Regions from separate parts of the Mus musculus genome. Here regions 1, 2, 3, 4, 5 and 6 are each linked to region 7. A link is a contact called in public HiChIP or PLAC-seq and promoter capture Hi-C data. All regions are on one chromosome and are shown on one strand. Each heading gives the region's core, a stretch centred on a gene start, on an enhancer-like site or on the middle of the called end of the contact. The rest is flanking DNA. Distances are from core to core; before and after follow the strand shown. Region 1 overlaps Arl15 (ADP-ribosylation factor-like 15). Region 2 overlaps Arl15 (ADP-ribosylation factor-like 15). Region 3 overlaps Arl15 (ADP-ribosylation factor-like 15). Region 4 overlaps Arl15 (ADP-ribosylation factor-like 15). Region 5 overlaps Arl15 (ADP-ribosylation factor-like 15). Region 6 overlaps Arl15 (ADP-ribosylation factor-like 15). Region 7 holds the start of Mocs2 (molybdenum cofactor synthesis 2).

The links. Promoter capture Hi-C pulls out the DNA fragments that hold promoters and counts their contacts. HiChIP or PLAC-seq counts read pairs in DNA pulled down with a chosen protein or histone mark.
Region 1: a contact with region 7 is called in an H3K4me3 HiChIP or PLAC-seq map of bone marrow-derived macrophages, with 4 times the contacts expected there. The contact joins the enhancer-like site here to the promoter of Mocs2 in region 7. A contact is called at or near these places in 4 of 39 promoter capture datasets (3T3-L1-derived adipocytes, the HPC-7 cell line, cranial neural crest and 1 more) and 2 of 115 datasets of contacts at active chromatin or transcription factors (bone marrow-derived macrophages and embryonic midbrain).
Region 2: a promoter capture Hi-C map of liver shows a contact between it and region 7, with 5 times the contacts expected there. The contact joins the enhancer-like site here to the promoter of Mocs2 in region 7. A contact is called at or near these places in 20 of 39 promoter capture datasets (3T3-L1-derived adipocytes, the C10 cell line, the HPC-7 cell line and 12 more), 3 of 15 datasets of contacts at CTCF or cohesin (the NIH/3T3 cell line, embryonic stem cells and stem cell-derived epiblast-like cells), 12 of 484 Hi-C or Micro-C datasets (3T3-L1-derived adipocytes, B cells, CD4 T cells and 6 more), 13 of 115 datasets of contacts at active chromatin or transcription factors (bone marrow-derived macrophages, craniofacial prominence, embryonic basal ganglia and 8 more) and 4 of 9 other capture datasets (adipose tissue, embryonic stem cells, liver and 1 more).
Region 3: a contact with region 7 is called in an H3K4me3 HiChIP or PLAC-seq map of forebrain, with 7 times the contacts expected there. The contact joins the enhancer-like site here to the promoter of Mocs2 in region 7. A contact is called at or near these places in 6 of 39 promoter capture datasets (cranial neural crest, embryonic stem cells, liver and 2 more) and 6 of 115 datasets of contacts at active chromatin or transcription factors (bone marrow-derived macrophages, differentiating embryonic stem cells, forebrain and 3 more).
Region 4: a contact with region 7 is called in an H3K27ac HiChIP or PLAC-seq map of embryonic stem cells, with 2.2 times the contacts expected there. The contact joins the enhancer-like site here to the promoter of Mocs2 in region 7. A contact is called at or near these places in 9 of 39 promoter capture datasets (the 3T3-L1 cell line, 3T3-L1-derived adipocytes, the C10 cell line and 5 more) and 2 of 115 datasets of contacts at active chromatin or transcription factors (astrocytes and embryonic stem cells).
Region 5: a contact with region 7 is called in an H3K27ac HiChIP or PLAC-seq map of large pre-B cells, with 9 times the contacts expected there. The contact joins the enhancer-like site here to the promoter of Mocs2 in region 7. A contact is called at or near these places in 4 of 39 promoter capture datasets (cranial neural crest, embryonic stem cells, liver and 1 more), 2 of 484 Hi-C or Micro-C datasets (B cells and embryonic stem cells), 8 of 115 datasets of contacts at active chromatin or transcription factors (bone marrow-derived macrophages, craniofacial prominence, embryonic basal ganglia and 5 more) and 2 of 9 other capture datasets (embryonic stem cells and macrophages).
Region 6: a promoter capture Hi-C map of liver shows a contact between it and region 7, with 4 times the contacts expected there. The contact joins the enhancer-like site here to the promoter of Mocs2 in region 7. A contact is called at or near these places in 13 of 39 promoter capture datasets (the 3T3-L1 cell line, 3T3-L1-derived adipocytes, the C10 cell line and 9 more), 2 of 484 Hi-C or Micro-C datasets (the HPC-7 cell line and liver) and 3 of 115 datasets of contacts at active chromatin or transcription factors (astrocytes, bone marrow-derived macrophages and liver).

What each region holds. Positions count from the first base shown.
Region 1 is chr13:113,827,872-113,830,571 of GRCm38.p6, forward strand. All of the region lies in intron 1 of Arl15 (ADP-ribosylation factor-like 15), which reads left to right. Among named protein-coding and RNA genes, the nearest start is that of Arl15, 35 kb to the left of the region's middle. Within about 2 kb of position 1,395, at least 70 of the 459 cell types and tissues checked have an H3K27ac peak or open chromatin away from gene starts, as enhancers often do. A contact at or near this core is called in bone marrow-derived macrophages, where this site is marked.
Region 2 is chr13:113,869,366-113,872,065 of GRCm38.p6, forward strand. The region is part of intron 1 of Arl15 (ADP-ribosylation factor-like 15); the gene reads left to right. Among named protein-coding and RNA genes, the nearest start is that of Arl15, 76 kb to the left of the region's middle. Within about 2 kb of position 1,261, at least 125 of the 459 cell types and tissues checked have an H3K27ac peak or open chromatin away from gene starts, as enhancers often do. A contact at or near this core is called in B cells, the HPC-7 cell line, adipose tissue and 5 more, where this site is marked.
Region 3 is chr13:113,916,912-113,919,611 of GRCm38.p6, forward strand. The region is part of intron 1 of Arl15 (ADP-ribosylation factor-like 15); the gene reads left to right. Among named protein-coding and RNA genes, the nearest start is that of Arl15, 120 kb to the left of the region's middle. Within about 2 kb of position 1,365, at least 56 of the 459 cell types and tissues checked have an H3K27ac peak or open chromatin away from gene starts, as enhancers often do. A contact at or near this core is called in forebrain, neural tube and oligodendrocyte precursor cells, where this site is marked.
Region 4 is chr13:114,025,161-114,027,860 of GRCm38.p6, forward strand. All of the region lies in intron 4 of Arl15 (ADP-ribosylation factor-like 15), which reads left to right. Among named protein-coding and RNA genes, the nearest start is that of A430090L17Rik, 130 kb to the right of the region's middle. Within about 2 kb of position 1,286, at least 8 of the 459 cell types and tissues checked have an H3K27ac peak or open chromatin away from gene starts, as enhancers often do. A contact at or near this core is called in embryonic stem cells, where this site is marked.
Region 5 is chr13:113,895,669-113,898,368 of GRCm38.p6, forward strand. The region is part of intron 1 of Arl15 (ADP-ribosylation factor-like 15); the gene reads left to right. Among named protein-coding and RNA genes, the nearest start is that of Arl15, 100 kb to the left of the region's middle. Within about 2 kb of position 1,348, at least 9 of the 459 cell types and tissues checked have an H3K27ac peak or open chromatin away from gene starts, as enhancers often do.
Region 6 is chr13:114,064,262-114,066,961 of GRCm38.p6, forward strand. All of the region lies in intron 4 of Arl15 (ADP-ribosylation factor-like 15), which reads left to right. Among named protein-coding and RNA genes, the nearest start is that of A430090L17Rik, 86 kb to the right of the region's middle. Within about 2 kb of position 1,275, at least 10 of the 459 cell types and tissues checked have an H3K27ac peak or open chromatin away from gene starts, as enhancers often do. A contact at or near this core is called in liver, where this site is marked.
Region 7 is chr13:114,816,829-114,819,528 of GRCm38.p6, forward strand. It overlaps Mocs2 (molybdenum cofactor synthesis 2), which reads left to right and starts at 1,409. Exons shown (of 6, transcript NM_001113374.1): 1 at 1,409-1,495. Gm34790 (a long non-coding RNA gene) reads right to left here and starts at 1,396. Exons shown (of 3, transcript XR_382937.4): 1 at 1,106-1,396.

The DNA.
Region 1 (2,700 bases), core at 145-2,644, 990 kb before region 7:
TTGAATGTCAAATGATGGTTTTAAGTAAGGATTGCCCAAGGTTTACCCAAAGTCATTTTGTTTTCTCACCCCAGTTTCACAGAGGATGTATCAAATGTATCCAAAAAGCCTAAGGAGATGGTTTAAAATGAATAATGCAGAATTCCAAGGAAAATATAAGAACTCAGACTGTCCCCAGCGTCCTTGAGAACAGGAGCTGGTCTTGTGTCTGTGTTTGTCTTCACATCTCTGGGCCTGTTGCACAGTGTACTGGCTGGTTTTGTGTGTCAACTTGACACAAGCTGGAGTTCTCACAGAGAAAGGAGCCCCTATTGAGGAAATGCCTCTATGAGATCCAGCTGTAAGGCATTTTCTCAATTAGTGATCAAGGGGGAAAGGCCCCTTGTGGGTGGGACCATCGCTGGGCCGGTAGTCCTGGGTTCTATAAGAAAGCAAGCTGAGCAAGCCAGGGGAAGCAAGCCAGAAAGTAACATCCCTCCATGGCCTCTGCATCAGCTTCTGCTTCCTGCCCTGCTTGAGTTCCAGTCCTGACTTCCTTTAGTGATGAACAGCAATGTGGGAAGTGTAAGCCGAATAAACCCTTTCCTCCCCAACTTGCTTCTTGGCTCATGATGTGCAGGAATACAAACCCTGACTAAGACACACAGCATCTGGCACAGGGCACGTCGTACATGGATGTTGGATGTTCCGTTGTATGCAAGGGAGCGCTTTTCCTTTAGTTTTCCGTTATGAGAGCTAAAGTTATTCCACCTTTTGCTTAGTGGCATATCACAGGTGGGTGTTTGTCCCCAGAAAAATGAAGAAATCTTAGTCTTCTGAGATGCAAACAGCAAGTTTGGGTTTGGCATTTCAAAATTGAGTTGGAGGAGTATGGGGGTGGCTGAAGGGGGCGGGGGAGAGTTTATTAGTTTCGTTTTCACTGTGACCACATCACTGTCACCACATCATGGTGACCACATATCTGAGAAGAGATCTTAAAAGAGGAAAAGCTGCCCCATTGACCTACTTCTACTTACTCTATGGGGTTTCACCTTCGAAAGTTCCTTGAACATATAGATAATGCCTTCTGCTGGAGATTTAAGCCTTTAGCACCTGAACCTGTTGGCACATTTCAGATCCAGACAATAATGGGGACCAGCAGGAGCAGAGAGAGAGCCTCTGTTCATCAGATACCTATTAAAGTGGGGAGGGAAGAGGGCTGGAGAAGATGGATTCTAGACACGGCTCTGAGGAGGTTGATGCTGGGCAGGTGGAGCCTCCCTAAGAAGTTCCATGTTGGAAGGAAACTATCTCACCTCCAGGCCTCTTAACTTTGGGCCTTGGCAGATACACAGCTCAGCACAAATATTGTGGTGAGCCCAAAGTTGTGGCAGCTGGGAGCTGACACATCAACTGTACTTCTGTGGAAGGGAAGTTTGAGTGACATATCTCTGTGGCTGCTGCGGTGAGTCAACACAGCAGAGTGTGAATCCAAAGACACTAAATGGAAAATTCCAGAAATAAGTTTAAATTGCATGCTATTTTGAGCTGCAAGATGGATTTTGAACTGTCTCCCACACTCCAGTAGTATATGAATCCCCTTTAGGTCTGGTGTATGTATGCTGTATATATATATATATATTCCTTGATCGCTAAGGTCATTTAGCTTAGTGGCTCCTGTTAGATCAACTGTCACAGTATTACATTGCTTATATTCAAATAATTTTTAACAGTGGGCTGAAAGGCGCAAAGCTAGTGATGTGGGCAGTTTTATTCCATTGAAGTCATCCTATTGAGTCTCTCTGTTTCATTACCTGTTATTAATTGCTTGCTATGCCTAATGTATTAATTAAGGTTTGACATGAGAATGTATGTATAAGGTAAATATACTGCATATAGGATTTGGTATTATCTGAAGTTTTAGAAACGTGAAGGTTTTGGAGTGTCCCCTTAGAGGATAGAGCTGTACTCAGTCATTTACATCTAGGATCTGGGAATAGCAGGACTTCCAATAACAGTGTATTCATCAGTAAATACCTCACATTTAGCCTGAGCCTCGGCCCCTGCAGGTGTTCACCTCTGCTTACTCCGTGAAGAGAATCTGCATGTGGATTCATTTCAAGGCTCATAAAATAAGTGCTGTGGTTTGAGATCTGTCCCCTAAAGAGTTTGTATGCCGAAGCTTGAACTATCAATGTGGTGACACTGGAGATGGGACCATTGTGAGATGCTTAGATGTGAGTGAGGTTGTGAGGATAGGGGGCCTTCAGAAGACTAGTCTCTTAGAAGAAGAGCAGCCAGAAGGCTTGCTTCCTGTCTCATTGTCCGCTGTATGAATAGCAGCCATGAAACTGGCCATCTGTAACCAAAGCAGGGTGCTCACCAGCACTGACCACGTGGGCATCCTGATGGAGAATTTCTTGCCTCCTGTACTGTGACAGGATTTCTGTGGTGGGATTATGGCAGAGAACACTAACATGGTGAGGGGGAAAATACGTATTAGTTGTAGACAAAGAGCATATGCCACCAAAACTTTGATGTTGAAAATCATTTTTGAATTATTGAAAATATTTATACTGAAAATAAATGCTAAATTCCAAATAAAAACCGAGAGAGGAGGAACAATTAAAAGATGCAGGCTAGTTTGTTGAAAAGAGACCTTGTTCCGTGGCTGAGGTTTTTCCTAAATGCTTTTAACGTACTGGCAAATGGCGCTTAAAA
Region 2 (2,700 bases), core at 11-2,510, 950 kb before region 7:
TACCCCGGGGTAGCCACCAGGGGGCGGGTGCAGTCAGCCAAATACTGTGCAATTCCCCTCAGAGGATGTGTGCTGGAACTGGTAGTGAAGAAAATACAAGTTATCAGGGGAGGAAAAACAAAACCTTGCACTCTTAGTATGACTTCAGCTTATTAGCCACCCCCACAGGCTTTTGCTATACGCTGAGTCTGGTTTTTCTAGGCAGGCCACACTTGAGCGACTGAGTTCCAGAGTCTGTCACCTCATGGCTCACGTCTCCAGACACTTGGAGAAGGCTTAGTGGAGGAATGAGTGCTGACATCTGAGGTATGACCACTGACAGCCGAGGTGGCAGAAGTGGCCTTTATGCTATAAGACTGTCAAAGATGTCCCTCCAGACGGGAGAGGGTGTGACCCCTCACAGACCCTTCCACGTGCTTTTCCCAAGTGGAAACAAATTCACCTGAGGGATGGCGAGTCACAGGCTTCCGATTCATTTCGGATTCCCAGACATCCGCTGGGCAGCACCTCTCCTCTGGCCAGCCGCCTTTCCCCCAGGCTCCACAACCTCCCGAGTCTCCTTTGATCATCTCTGGGCTCTGACTGTCTCCATTTTGCTTGTCCAGCTCGTGAGTTCATTTTTAACTTGCTTGCTACATTGAACTCTCGTCACTAAAATGGATGTGGTTTCTGCCTTTCTGACAAGTTTTTCAGGTTATCGTTTTAACTCAGCCTCGTTGTCTTCTCTTCTGGGAACATTATCTGTTTCTTAATGCCTCTCTTAGTGGGCCTTTGACTTTCCTTCAGTCCTTTTGTTGGAACCATAGCTTGAGTTTTCAGGAGACAACAGAAAGCCTATCTTGGTTAGGGCACTAATCAGGTGGTAAAGTTCCTGGACATGGCCAGGGACTCCCACTTAATTTCTAATAATAATAATAATAATAATAATAATAATAATAATAATTCAAATCTAGGTTTGGAAAATGTGTGTTTTTACGGAAAGCAGGCTAACTACCCAGGCTTGCCCTGTTGGGAGCATGCAGAGGAGAGAGAAGCCAGGATGTTTCCACGGGTCACAGAGAAAAAAAAGTGGATTCCAAAGGGAAACAGGAAGAGATACAAACGTGGAAAAATTAAAACGAAACAGATGGTTGCTGGAAGCTTCTAAGAGGAAGTGTTTGTGGTGTATTTTCTTGTTTATCGGCATACTACAGAGTTCACACCCGGAAAGTGTACAGGAAGTGTTGAGGCTGCGTGGCTTTAGGATGTGCGCAGCCGTCACGGGGTCACGTGCTTTGTCCTGTCGGGTGCCCTAACGCGGCTGCCCCACTGCATCTTTGGCTGTTCGGGAGAGATGAGCTGTGTTGCTTGACCTGCCTGAGACATTCCTACTTACAAGACTAGTTTGTAGAACTTAGTGATTCTGTTACGGTTTTTAGTTCACCTCTAACCTGAGATGTAGCAATGCCCGTCTTAGAACCTTTCAGATAGATGGTTCTTTCGCAGTGACTACCAGCCAGTCTTCCAGCCTGGAAGACTTTCCTTCGTCATTTAGTGAAGGAGCCTCACAGTAGTGCCAGCCTCTCAGAGGGCCAGAGGATGAAGAGAAGACAGTGCAGAGCCTCCTCGAGGCAGGGAGGGTAGTTGGCTTAGCCATGCTCCCTTGCTTCTCGTGGGAGACACCCTGTCACTCGCACAGGCGTGGAGGGACCCTCTTGCCGACAGTCTCTTTCTTTCCCTGATGGACTGGAGAGAGGATGAGCCCGGACCGCTCAGCCTCCACACCCACAGAACCAATGTTCTTTCTGTCGTTTGGAAAGTTGAACATCCCTAATCCCCCAGCCTGGAATCAGCGAAAGAGGAGACATTTAAATCCCATTTAATTGCCTGCCCGTGCCTTTCCCACTGGCTCCTGGGCCCTGAAGAAAAACGGCCACGCCAGGATTCTGAGCAGAGTTACTGTGATTCCTTCCAGGCCTGGCTAACTAACTGATCACATGCAGTACGCGTTCGTACCTAAGGACTAATTAATGCCTGATGACGTCTGTTGCTCCAACCTTGCTCTTTTTGTTTCATTATTTTTTCTTTCCTCCAAAAAGATGGATATATTAAAAAAAAAAATCTCAAGAAGTAGGATGTATCTGCTGATTAAAAGTTTAAATGACAAAAGCTTGTTATAAGTGAAAAAAAAAAATGAGAGTCCGCTCCCGCCCCCACCCCAGTCCCGCCACTCCCACTCTCAAGGGGCAGTGACAGCGGTCACTTTCACACTGACGGTGTCCAAATTTTCAATTTCAGTCCCCAGGTCCCGCTTGAGTTCCACAATCCAATCTCTAACTTGCTGAGCCTAGATGCTGATTTATAACAATTTCTATTTTCCATCTCGCTGTTTGTTGTATTTACGTATTTGAGCCACGTGAAATCCTTTGGAATCTTGGCAGATGGACCCAATCCATAAGTCCAGCCATCAACTGATTAAGTTTTAGTCTGCCTGTCCGTCTTCTGCCTGTCTGTCTTGTTGGCTCCTCGAAGTAAATCCCTGCTTTTTCTCCCTCCCCCTCCCCCCCAACCCTTTTTCCTCTTGAGATCCACCTTCCTCTCTGGTCTGAACTCTCTTCCTCACAGGGCAGCGCTGTCTAATGAGAGAGCTGTCCCTCTAGGCTGCAGACGATCGGTCGGTCACCTCTGTGCATTCTCACACTTCGGCTGCTGGAGGTCAGC
Region 3 (2,700 bases), core at 115-2,614, 900 kb before region 7:
ATTGATTGAAACACATGCCATGTCCCACAAGGCTGGGAATTTCATGCCACGGGATGGTAGGGAATCCTGGCAGGGCAGGGGCTGGATGCCAGGGCAGGGCTTTTCAGCAAGCCAGCTTCTCATCCAGAAATATGTGGTGCCAGGACAATTCTCTGGCTGTTTGGATGCCTGGCCACCTACAGAATCTATAAAAGTTTAACTTTTAGAAAACTACCAATGAAACCAAAAATAGATTTATCCTTGGGTCCGAGTGCATATTTCTGTCGGCTGGTAAATTCAATCGGGGAAACACACACGTATGCGCGCACACACACACACACACACACACACACACACACACACACACACACACACAGGAGTCTTACCTGCAGCACTGGCAGTGTATATAGTACAAAGGAATGAAGAGGAGGCTGAAGACGTGCCCTCCCAACAGTACTTTAAACAGAGGCTCAGCCAGTAGATAGGGAAGGGAAGACCAAGGTCATAGTGTAAGATGGTCAAGTGTTTGCAGTGTTTGAAGGACTACTGCGTGGTTCAGAGGATAGCTGGGGTCCTCAAGGGCCAATGAAGTCCATAGCTACATGCCAAATGAGGACTTTGCAGCGCTGGTTCATTATGCAGACAGCCAACAAGTACCTACTGTGTTCTCGGCATCGCTGCATCTGCCAACTGTCTAACCCTGTTCCCAACAAAAACGGGCAAAGCTTAAGACCCTGAGGATCTTAACTGTAGGGCTGGCTGCCGGGCTGGCTACCAGACTTTTATCCAAAGCCCTGCTTTTACCCTTAACCTTTTATTTGTTCTCAAATAATTTATTCTCAATACACATGACCTCCTTCCTCTTTTCAAAAAGGAACAAGTAATAATTGACCCCGTGGAAAAAGGCTGCGACAGTCTAGGCATGGGAGACGGTGACAGCGGTACCCGTGAGAGTGGGATTACAATTCACACTGATCTGTTCCTTGCTTCCTGTTGCCCAGGGCCCTGGATTTTGTGTGCAGAACCTGGATTGAGAGCTGGGGCGGGGTTGGGAATATGAGGGGCTGCGCTGCGCTGATAGAAGGGGCTCCAAGCTGGGCTGTGTGTTGGGCTGCCAGACCCTTGCCCAGAGAAGCTAACTGGCAGCCAAGATACCTTAGGAAAATGAGCATCACGGCGAGCAGTTATTTGTCCATCTGGCGCCTTTCTGAGGAGCATAAAGCATTGAACTCATGCCTGCTAACATCCTCCTGAAGAAAGGAAGTGGCAGATAGTGTTAAATGTTACTGGTTAATCATGGGGAAGCTGAAGCACGGATAGGTTTATGGGCTCGAGCAGAGTCACACAATGCCGCAGTGTCTGGCCTGGGAATGAAGCCCGAGTTTGCCGCTCGCTGTCAGGACTGCCGACAGCATTGTGTCTCGCATTGTACAGCCATGAAAGGGGCTTACTCTTAACAATGCGAGGGCTGCTGTAGGAGACAAACCCAGTGACCTTTGGTACAGTATAGTCTAGAGGCCAAAGTGAGTAATTTTAAGTAAATTGACTATAAGATCCAAAGCTTCATTAGGTTTTAAAACAAGAAACAAATGAAAACTCTGTACAGTTTGGGGAGCCGATTTACAAAGCACGAACATTCCTCCCAGCTCTGAAATGGCACGTACTTAAAAGTTCTCTGGAGCTGGCTCAAAATATAACACTTTCTCTGTGAACCATGCCACTTGTTTTCAATACATATGTATTCCTAGGTTTCTGAGATAGGTTTCAAATATATATATATATATATATATTTTTGTACGTACTACGAGTCCAGTGTTTCTCTTCTACGGTGCTGTTTCCCCCTAGTCTAAGTTTGGAAGAGGGAGGAGGCTTTCTCTATCATTCAGATTTAGTTTGGGCTCCATCGGAGCAGTGGGGACTACAGAGCTGGGGAATTCTGGACAGTGGTGGAGCGAGCCCAGGGCACTGTCATGCTGGGTGACATTACAGGCTGTGTGACTCAGCCATGGGACAGAGCTGACACTCTGGGGAGGAATGGAAGAGGAAAGAGAGCAGAGTGTTATCGCTCAGTTGTCATCTGTCAGTGTCTGAGGCTCACCGACAGGAATCAAAAGATGACATAGATTTTGGTGGGCTTGGGTATAAAGTTGCTGTGTTTTGGATTTTAAAGAGAGCATGGAGATGAAATTGCATAACTTTGGGCAAAATCTGCCTGTCTGTCTGTCTATCTATGTATCTATCTGCCTACCTATCTAGTATGTGTGCGTGGCACAGCATCTGTAGAGGCCAGAAGATAGGGAACTCGTGGGAGTTAGCTCCTCACTTCTACCACATGGGGAAGAACTGAGGTCCTTCGTCTTGGTGGCCAGCATCTTTACTCCTTGAGCCATCCTGCAGCCTCGCACACTTCATGTTGTATTTAGGATTTATGGTAATTTGGTTCACATAGTGGGGCCAGTCCCCGTGCCCTCCAGAAGCTGGTCCAGAGGAACTACATGGGAAGAGCTGAGTGAGCCTTGTTTCCCCAAACAAAGACCAAAGCAGCCAGTCATAGCTGTGTAGTGCTGTCTGTCATTCATATATATATATATACTCACGCAGAGATATGTCTAGTCACGAGGAGCCTAAGGGATGAGGAAGAGTTGCGGACAGTGTGACCCAGTCTTCATGTGAATCCAAAAAGTGAGTGACATGGTGGTGTAGAGGAGGCTGGTGATTGTT
Region 4 (2,700 bases), core at 36-2,535, 790 kb before region 7:
TCTGTTAAGAAGGAACAGGGAACTAAGTGGCATGTGCCTGAGCCCTGATTCCAGCTTTTCTGCTGAACTCCACTTTTAATTACAGAATCTTAGACTTAATGGTACTTATGTGCCCTGACTGTCCTTGCAAAAGTGGGATCTCTTGTTAATGTGCATGGGTACGCACGCGCACACAAATAAATAAAAATAAAGTAATAAAGAAGTGGTGTCCCAGCCGTGATGAGGCAGAGGTGGGCAGCTGTCTACATTCGAGGCTAATCTAGCTACATAGCAACTTCCAGGTCAGCCAGGTATATACAGCCAGACCCTATGTCGGGGAGAAATACTAAGAGGAGGAAACAAATCACAAGGTGGTAGACTCATTCGGTCACCATGTGATCGATACCCTGCACCGTGCAGCCGTGCAGCAGGAATTCCCCCATCAGATGTTAGTGCCGTGTTCTTGAGCTTTATAAAATTACCCAATCTAGATAGTTTGTTGCAGCAACACAAAGCAGACTAATGCAGGGACAGTCCCTGTGTTGTCCCAAGTCTGCCTTTTTAACAATGAAACAGACAAATGATTATGGCACTGGATGTCTAGAAGACTTTCCTGATATGCAGCATACTGTATTAGAGAAGATCCCATGGGAGGGGAGTAAGCCCTAATTACATTTTGAAAGAAAAAAATTGCTGAGACCCTCTTGTAATAGTCAAAATAGTTTTTGACTATTAAGAAATCACCCGTTGGCTTTGTTACCAAGAGTGCTTTGCAGCCGGGTATGGTGGCTGACACCTTTAATCCCAGCTCTCGGTGGCTGACACCTTTAATCCCAGCTCTCGGGAGGCAGAGGCAGGCGGATTGCTGATTTGGAAGCCAGCCTGGTCTACAAAGTGAGTTCCAGGACAGCCAGAGCTACACAGAGAAACCCTGTCTTAAAAAAAAAAAAAAAGAAAAAAAAAAAGAGTGCTTTGCTCATTTTTGCTCTGCCTTTAAGTCCTTGCTCTTTGCCTTTTGCTCCCTCTGGATCATCCAGGGTTCCCTGGTTAAGAGTCCGTGGGACTGCACTTGCTTCTCCTAGTATCCCTCAATGTATGTTCTCTATTCAACTCTGAACTCCTAGTATGCGATCCAGAGCTAGAGATCGGGGTGGATGAATAGAGCCTATTCCTCTCTTGACACGGAGGAATTAATTCTTAAAGAAGCATATGATTGCAATAATATTTTAATAGCCAGTTCATACTTGTGTCTCCTACTGAGCTTGTAGACTGCTCAAACCCGTAGCCTTGAGCGAGGAGACTAACCCTTCTGTCCTCAGTTCTTCCAGGCATGACAATAAGGGTCACACCTGCCTCCTGTTTATGGTAATTATGGATAATAAGATGTTAAATTCAATTTATTGGCCGTGTTGTACTTGAAATTCAAGGTGACCTGGTTGTTGTGCAGATGTAGTTTTAAGAAAGACAAAAGAACCATTGACAAGGGAGTGATCTGCATCCGAAGCGTATTAAATGGCTTTTGGGGGGAAAAAAAGTGGGTTTTCTAGGATTTCACATTCTTTGACCCTTACTACTTCTGTTTTAGCAATAAGAGATTGAGGGTGACTACTCTATAAATAGGTTTTCGATTCATATTGCCAGATAATACACAGTTTGATGAGAGTGAAGACGGTTTCCCTGAGAGGCTAAGTTCGCCGGTTTATGTATTGTCTTGCAATGTGTCTCTGTTTTTCCTTGGCTTCCAAGCCTCTTAGCATATTACTTTCTCCAACAGAATGTGTTCTTGGCTGACTTAAGCAGAGGAGAGGTTGGAGCTCCTCTTCCCTCCCAGGCATTGATGGAGCAGTAATCAGAATAAAATACGGTCCTGAAGAGGATCCAGCTGGGGCCCTAGGAGTTACAAAGTGAAGCCAAGCCTGGTTCTTAGGGACGGTCTACAAACTGAGCTGAGCACTAGTGACAATCACATTTCACTGCATTTCATAAAACTTACCGATCCTTTCCTCTGTACCATTGAGACTTTGCAATAATTATACCCGTGTCACCCAAAGGAATTTAGAGTATATGTTGAACCTTTCAAAGGAAGCACAGACCAGCAGAGCAGTTGGGGCATTTCAGTGTAACACTGAGACTCTGTTGGGCCTGGTAGATGGTGTTTGACTCAGGATTTAGAACTCATTGCCGACGGGTGGCTAGTTCTTTTCCGACCAGTCTTCTGCTATCCTCTTCTTGGGAACTGTGGACGAACGCTCAAAGCTATTAGCTGCAGTCATTTCATGCAAACGTGTTGACCTCAGGGACAAAGTGAAGTGTGTATGCTTTAACAAACAGGACTGCATGCTTAATGCCTCTGAGGAAGAATGTACCCAGCCAAGTCTGATTTTAGTGCACAGTGAAGTTTAAAGAGAATGTAGTAAAACACAAAATCAGAATTTTGTCAGACCTTCTGTGAGTCACATAAACACAGGAAGGACCCAAGCCAACACTTATCCAGTGAGTTGGACATCTTAAGTGGGTGTGGTGGCAGGGCAGCTATAGTCCCCATTCAGGAAGGCCCATGCAGGAGGACAAGTTCCAGACTAGGTTAAATGTCTATGGTAATTGAGCCATAGTTCCTATAAAATGGACCAAGTGGCTTATAGTTTCCACAAAACACATCAGCTTACAGGTTTGCATGCACAGAGTTGGTAATTCCTTTGTGGGTTCTTGTGAATACTGAAA
Region 5 (2,700 bases), core at 98-2,597, 920 kb before region 7:
GGGGGCCATGGGTAGACAATTCTTGTGGAAGACAGGCCAGGGTAATGAGCCACCACTGAGGGCTGGAGGCTGGGGCACCCTATCAGACAGAGGTGAAGGGGACCAGCCTTTAAGAATGAGAAGGCTCTTCAGTGCACCCTTGCATTGGTGCATTGCTGAGACTAGAGTGTTACAAGGAAGTAGGTGTTCAGCAGGTGGTTCTGAGTAGGCAGAGAATTCCTGGCAGACTTCAAAACCTCCGAAGCCTGCTCCTTCTATGGCCATGGTGTGATACCTGGAGTGTTGGTGGAGTGAATGAACTAGGGAGGCTGGACAGCCTAGGTCTATGAAACAAGCGGAGACTAATGGGCTTGGGGATGCCTGGCTCCTCTCAGTGGCGAGCCGCAGGCATGAGCTGAGTGCGAGCCATGCTGTTGAGATAGATACCAGGCGTCTCATGAGAGACCTAAACACAAGGATGCTATAGGTGAGGATGCTATAGGTGATGCTTATACCAGGCCCACCCACTGAACTCCAAGAAAGTAGTGAAAACAAATCTGGGAAGATAGGCACTTTTCTTGTTAATGTTTGTGACGTCTGTTTTGTCTTATGTATGATAGATTACAGAGAAATACTTGAGGCTGTATAAGGAAAATTTTGTCACCAACAGACAAAAGTAAGATGTATGTTCCTGGCACTTGACTTAAGGTTCTCTGCATCTTATGAGTGTGAGGTTAATGGAGCACTGACCTCTGCTTAACCTCTGGGCAGGTTACAGGTCATCCTTTTTTTGGAGCTGGGTTATAATTTTATCGACTGGTTCTGAGAGCGTCCCCCCCCCCCCCCTTGAGTAATATCGAGTAGCTCAGTCAGTTTGCAAACTCTTGTTTCTACACCCTCTTCTTCATGCAAGTCCCGGCATAAGTCCTCCCTCTGTGGGCTTTTTCATGTCTTGGCTGCCTCTCAAAGCTCCAGGTAAGCAAATTTGGCTGTTGTGTGTCTGATGGAAGGCTTGTCGTTTTGATACGCCATTATGCTCCGTGTTCTCTAAGCCTTTTAAAATTGCTGAATGTTTTAAATAAGCGAACGAGCCGATGTTGTTTGGACTTGCATCCCTCCTCCCCCCTCTCCCCCCCTAAAATGTTAAGGTACTGATTGAATCTTGTTGGTGCAAAGCATCCAGACCTTTTTAATGTATGCACTAGACAGATTGCTTGTAAGAAGTGTAGGCAGGTAAAAGGATTAGTTTTAATTATGTTCGGAGCTAGTGTGATCATGAAGCAGGGGCAAGCAGCCCCTCCTGCTTCTTTGTGACACCAGCCTTAAGACATGTACCCGAAAGGCGTGTTAAAAGAACAGTCATTGAACGCACTTCCCTTGGCCTGCCTTCGGGGAGATGTTTCTCATTACCTGGAGAACACCCAGACACGTCCATGCTGCTTGCTTCGGTGAATTCCTGGCTAGTGTTTCCTCTCCTTTCCCTTTTGTCTTATGCTTGCAATTCCCGAAGCTCCGTCAGCACATTTTCACGCCGGGTCTTTTAAAACGAGCCAAAGGTGGGATGGTATGAACCGCCTGGAGCACGCCAACGCGCGGAGAGGGCCAGGAAGGCGGGAAGGCAGGTGCCAGCACAGGGCCTCTTCCAATGACCTGCCCTTAGGTTTTTCTCTTCTTCTGGTCTCTCTTTAAGGTACACATTAAGATCCCTGGTTGGAGAGTAGGGTGGAAGGAGACCCAAACTCGGTCTTTTTGTATTTTGTTGGAATTTGAAAAGAAATTTCAAATATTAAAATATTTGAATATTAATTTCAGTATTAAAATTGGTATTGAAATAAAGATTGAAGCTCTTTTATAGATACCATTTATTGTAACAAACAAACAAACAAACAAACAAACAAACAACCAGGCCAGCACCATGCTCTTCATCTCCTTTCTAAGTTCATCTGGTTGACCTCCATGCAGAGTGGAACTTGGTCGCCAGTTGAAAAGCTCTTTAGCTGTTTTTCTTTTATGACTCAGACTGTAAACCTTCAGCATTTGATGCTTGCTCACTCTGTTAGAAAGTATCCTGAGAGTGTGCTTTGAGATAGCTCAATCATTGACCAGAGGACCGTTTGAATCCTTGCTGCCAACAGTTTCTTTTGAAAATAAATTATGAAAATGTCTCTTCACTTTAACATATTTCAAATATTTAAGATAACTGTTACAACAACAGATTAAAGGGTTTTTTTGGGGGTGCGGGCTATACACTATTTCCCCATTACTTACCTTTTATGCGCTTCTTGTTACTGATTTCAAGGGCATTTGAAAATACTGAATGGGTGGCCTTGCCCAAATAAACATTGCATGGCCGTTAAACTGTACAGCGGTCTGAGAAGTTGGACTGCAAACCTGTACCCTCCTGCTTTGCCTCTCTCAGGATGAGAGTCATTACTTTGTTGGGTGGGATTGGCACTGCATACGCACCCACCTGTTGGCCACTTGGAAGTGCTGTGTTATCCGAGCAATTGTCCTAATGATGTAATGCCTTGGCTCAGCCTACCCTATTGTACTTGATGGCATGAAGCTGCCGGTTTATGACAGTGTATCGTTATAATTGTTCTGCTTTCATGGTGTATTGCTAATATCTTTTCAGTATCTCGTGTACAAATTAGACTTTATCATAACTATGTCTAGAAGAGAGAGCGTGGTGCGTGTGGGGTTCACTGCTACTCACAGTGC
Region 6 (2,700 bases), core at 25-2,524, 750 kb before region 7:
AAATATCTCAACATCGTCCATTCGGGCTTTCTTAGGTTAGTACCGCTAATGTTAAACATCAACAACTTCTTTGAAGCTAGTGGAAAAAGTTGCAGCTGAGGCTCTCACAACCTTTCTGACATCTCCCCACACCCCATTTGCATTGTTCAGCTTCCCAGTCCTGAACGCTGAACAGTTAACCTTTGTAGCTCAAAGCCTTTCCTTCCCTCAGCCGCTGCCGTTAGTTTCATGTTCCTCCACAAAGAGAGAGGACAGCTGAATGGAAAGAGGTTATCATTACTATTACATTGACCTTCACTGTCTCCTGAGTGCCCTGGGTCTCCCATCTCTCCTAGTAGCCCAGGACACATTTCTGAGTTCTTTACCTTATAGTCACCAAATGGGGAAAATTGTTGAACCTGTAGTCCTATGAGAGAGACATTCATTCAATTCATTTCTTCATAAAAAAATGACTTTTTTATTTTATTGTTTGGGTGTATATCTGTGTCTTCAGTAAGTGTGTTAGAGTTTGTGTGTGTGTCTATGCACATGCACCTGTGCATATGGTGGAAGTCAAAGGACACCTTTCAAGAGCCAGTCCTCTCCTTCCACCATGATCTCTATCAATAGAACTCCTGTGATGGGGCTTGTGCAGCACTCTACCCACCATGCCTTTGTGCAGTGTCCATACGCACAACCGCAAATGTGGTAGACGGGATTAATAGCTGTTTGGCTCTTTGTGGCATTATCTTGGGTACAGATGCCAATAGTGAACTTGCATGGTAGGATATAAATTGTACCCTCAGACGGAGCCTCTGACGGACCAGTGTGAGGATGTAGCAATGATAGAAGGTGAAGCAGCCCTCAGAATCTGTGGTGGAAACTGGAGCTCAGTTACTGCACTCTGGACCACCGGAGGCTGCTAGCTGCTTTTGCTCACACTAAGAGATAAGCAGTTGGGGGGTGTTGCCTCAGTCATTTGTTGACTCAGATTAATCATTGCCGTGAAGCAGCATTCAGCCCTTAGGAAAAGTTAGTTGCCTTGTTTGGAATCTAAGATGCTGGAACGGTAAACTTTGAAAACATGCTTTGATGCTCAGATTTAACAAAAAGTTCAAAGAAAATAAAAGCCCTTCAAATACAAAGCTAATACCTCAGCCGATTCTCATTGCTTTAAAATGCTAAGTGTTTCTTCTCGAAAGCAAATAAGGCAGAGGTCATTATTTTTGTTGCTTGCCAAAGCAAGAGGAGTGTGATGGTTTTCACAGTGTTCTGGGAAAGCGTAGCAGCTTTCATCACAGAAACCTAACTGGAGTGGCGGGCTGGTTTCACTGATGTAGATAGAGAGCCTTCTGCCTACCCTGCCTTCCATGTGCTCCTGAGACAGACAGGAAAAATCCCATCAAAGGTGGATTTAACACAGGGAGAAGTGTGTTTAGTACCTGCACTGGCTGGTTTTGTGTGTCAACTTGACACAGGCTGGAGTTATCACAGAGAAAGGAGCTTCAGTTGAGGAAATGCCTCCATGAGATCCAGCTGTAAGGCATTTTCTCAATTAGTGATCAAGTGGAGAGAGTCCCTTGTGGGTGGTGCCATCCCTGGGCTGGTAGTCTTGGGTTCAATAAGAAAACAAGTTGAGTAAGCCAGTAAGAAACATCCCTCCATGGCCTCTGCATCAGCTCCTGCTTCCTGACCTGCTTGAGTTCCAGTCCTGACTTCCTTTGGTGATGAACAGCAATGTGGAAGTGTAAGCTGAATAAACCCTTTCCTCCTCAACTTGCCTCTTGGCCATGATGTTTGTGCAGGAATAGAAACCCTGACTAAGACAGTGGCCAAGCACATAAGCCCATTTGTGAAGGAGGATTACTAGTAGTGCTTGTTACATAATTAACAGGTCCTACCACAAAATAGAAATATTCACATCCCTGAAGCTGCTTTAAAATGCCATTAGAAATGTTTTCTGTCCATGATCCCCTGTTTAGGCTCCTGTTTTCCATCAGACTGAACTTGCAGAACACAGGGTCAAAGATGAAATTACTAACAATGTCAAGACTGGGGTTGCCCAGAGCTCATAGAGAACATGTGCAAGACCGTGGGTTTCAGCCTTCTTATCACTACCAACTACAGAAAGTCCAGGCTAGTGACCACGGGGTACTTACTTAGCACACAACCCATCTTGGCCTGGGTGCCTTTCAAAAGTTGGATCCTGTGTGGAGGTGCATGGGATCTACACACTCCCAAAGCCAACCTTGGACACAGTTGTGATCACTACGCCATGTAACATGTCAGCCTGGAAGCATTTTCAGGTTAGAAAGGAGCTGAGCACGTTTATATACATCAAACTTATTAAGTAGATGTTTTGCAGAGTTTGGTTTGGGTTGGAGTTGGGGGTAGTTTCTTATGTGGGAAGAGAAGAACAAGGTATAAAGACTTGGATTAGGTAATGACTTGAAGAAATACAGTGACTGATGCAAAGGTAGCCCAGGGCTACTTCCATTATAGAACTTGCCATCCTGGGTCTTAGATGCCGCTACAGAAAGACGGACAGCCACCCTTAGGAGGCTTCTGGTTTGTCTTCTAATGGATTTGTATACTTTGTAAATTTGCTTTGGAGACGCACTATAGAGAAAGGGCTCAGCAATCAGATCGTGGTCCAGCTTGTGACCCTCAACCCCCTGAGGAAGCCGTAAGCTGCAGAGTTATGCATAGTTGGCCGAGCTT
Region 7 (2,700 bases), core at 159-2,658:
TAAGCTATTAAGTTAAATCCATCAACAGAAAAACCGCAGGAAAATGTGTGCCATTTGAAAACATTATTTCTTTTAACTTGTAAAAGAATTTTAAAAATTTTTACTGTTCAGTGCTGTGGATTGTGACTTTACACTAAGCAACATCTCAGCCCTAAGAATCTTGTAGAATAAAGAGGATATTTTCAAAATGAATGGCATTATCCTGATGTCATGGTCTCATAATTGGATTTTTAATATTTGAATAGAGTAAAACATTATTGAGCTTTGTCTTTGTCCTTGTTAAGATTTTATTTCTTATGTGTGTGGGTGTTTTGCCTGTATGAGTGTCTGAGCACCGCCTATGTGGATGCTGGGAATTGAACCTGCGTCCTCTGGCAGAGCAGCCTAGCACAGGCTTAACCCTGTCTCATCTCTGAGTCCACCAAAGGAAGTTTTTAGGAAGAGCTCTTAGGCAATTTTTGAGGTCCCACCTGCCCTCTCCGCCCCCAAGCAGGAATGATAGGCTCTAGCCTTTATATGCACCAGTTTGTTTGCAAAACCACATTGAACTATGCATTGTTTCTTAGCCTATTGAAGATATTGCTCATTGCTGTCACTGGAAACGACCCAGGAGCCCAGAGTGACTGTCAGTTTCCTCGTTTACCTAACAGCATGTGGACATAAATATTTAACCTTAATGTTTAGCAACCTTATCAAAATAAATGTTGATGCAAATCATAATCGGGCTTATTACTCCCCTCTGCCCACCCTTCCCCTTCTGCATTTCTATTTCTTCCTTGAACTGAGTACACCCATCTTGCCAACTATTTTCCTTCTGGAAATTTATTACCCAATTTTTACGTTCCCATAGCTTGACACAGAACGTGAAATGTCCTTTCCTTCCGTATTTGTTACTATTTTGGCAAATGTATTTGGCACAAGAATCTCCTCGGTGAGACTTCCTACAGCAGGTGACCCAGCCACGCCCCCCGCCACTCTCAACTGAAAGGTAAGGTTTTTACTAAGATTACAGTTGGAACACAGTTACGGTTAACCCGGACTGAGCGCCCAGCGAGGGCCACTTAAATCCACGTACCCACGCGACAACTAAGGCAGAGATGTGTACCTAGGAAGTCTGGATGGGGTCGCTGGCTCAGAAACTCCTGAGCGCCTAAAACACTGAAGTGACAGTCAGATACCGTCTCCACGCTGCGAATAAGAACCCGGATCCCACACTGGATGGAGGGGCCGCATAGGTTAGCCTGGGGAAGGCCACCCTGCCGGGTCACACAAGAGGTCGCAGCACTGGGATCCAAAAGCAGAGTAAACTTTTGTGGGTGCAGGAGGCGTGGCGGGGCGGAGCGAAGTGTACGCAGGCGCAGTGTCCACACGCCCGGGGTTGAGCACCACCCAGAAGGTGGAGCATCCGGCTGCGCATGCGCTCTGAGTCACCGGCGCCTCTAGGGGTTGGAGAACTGGCTTCGCGGTGTGTAGCGGGATGGTTCCTAGGTGCCAGGTAAGAGTTGGTTCGCGCGGCTGGGGCGCCCCTTCCTCTCTAACTCCTCCCGGGTTCCGGGTCTTGCGCCTGCTGCTCGCTGAATGTCAAGTTCTGTCCCCGAACTCTGGTGTCCAGGTCATGGCCTTCACGACCGATTACCTAGACGGTTTTTTTCCCTACCATTCCGGATGATTTATTTTGACACTTTTTAAAATTAAAACGCTCCTAGTTAGGAATTATTGTGAGGAAATGCGCATCACCCAATGATTGACAGGCTCAGGATAGTTTGCAGCAGCCGTGATTATTGTGGAGAGACCGAGTTGTACTGAGTGACAGGTGAGACCTTGTGCACAGTCAGGTCCCTTAGTTCCCAGGCTGATTACACGGGTTTGGCCTAGAAACTACCAGTTGATCCTGTAATTCAAGCCCATTTGCTTTGCTGCATGTCAAATGTTCTGTGTTTTGTAACTCAATCGTAATGTAGGACGGAATCAAAGGTCATTTGACCACTGTGAAATGAAAGCTAGGCCTTTGCTGACTGGGTTATTTAATTTACTTGTGTAATCCACCCCCTGACTCAGACCTCTGTCTCTGCTTCGCGGCTGATGGAAGAATCGATTCCGTGTCAAGTCAGACTTAGCATGTTTTCTAAGGAAATTTAGTAGGATTTTAATGCTGCCACACAAGCTTGAGATTGTGAGAGGTCTGAACAGTAGGCAGAAATCAGAAGTGATTTTAAAGCGTTTGTCTCAAATATGAATCTATAGATATATGGAAGTGTTTTGTTTGTTTGTTTATGTTTTTCGAGACAGGGTTTCTCTGTGTAGTCCTGGCTCTCCAGAACTACACTCTGGTAGACCAGGCTTGTCTTGAACTCACATAGATCTGACTGCTTCTGCCTCCCCAGTTCTGGGTTTAAAGACATGTGTCACCACCACCAGGCCAATACTGAAGTTTTGTGAGCCATTGCATTTGGGGAGCGAGGAGCCTTCTTGGTGCGGGTTATTTAGACTATCCTCTCTCCTTTCAGATTGACGTGTTGTATTTTGCAAAAAGTGCTGAAATAGCCGGAGTTCGCTCGGAGACCATTTCTGTGCCACAGGAAATCAAAGCGTCAGAGCTGTGGAAGGAGCTAGAGAGTCTCCATCCTGGGTAGCTAACGTTATAGAGTGCATATGATGAACATGTAAAGGTTTCTAAAATGTGTAAATTACGTGTGAGTG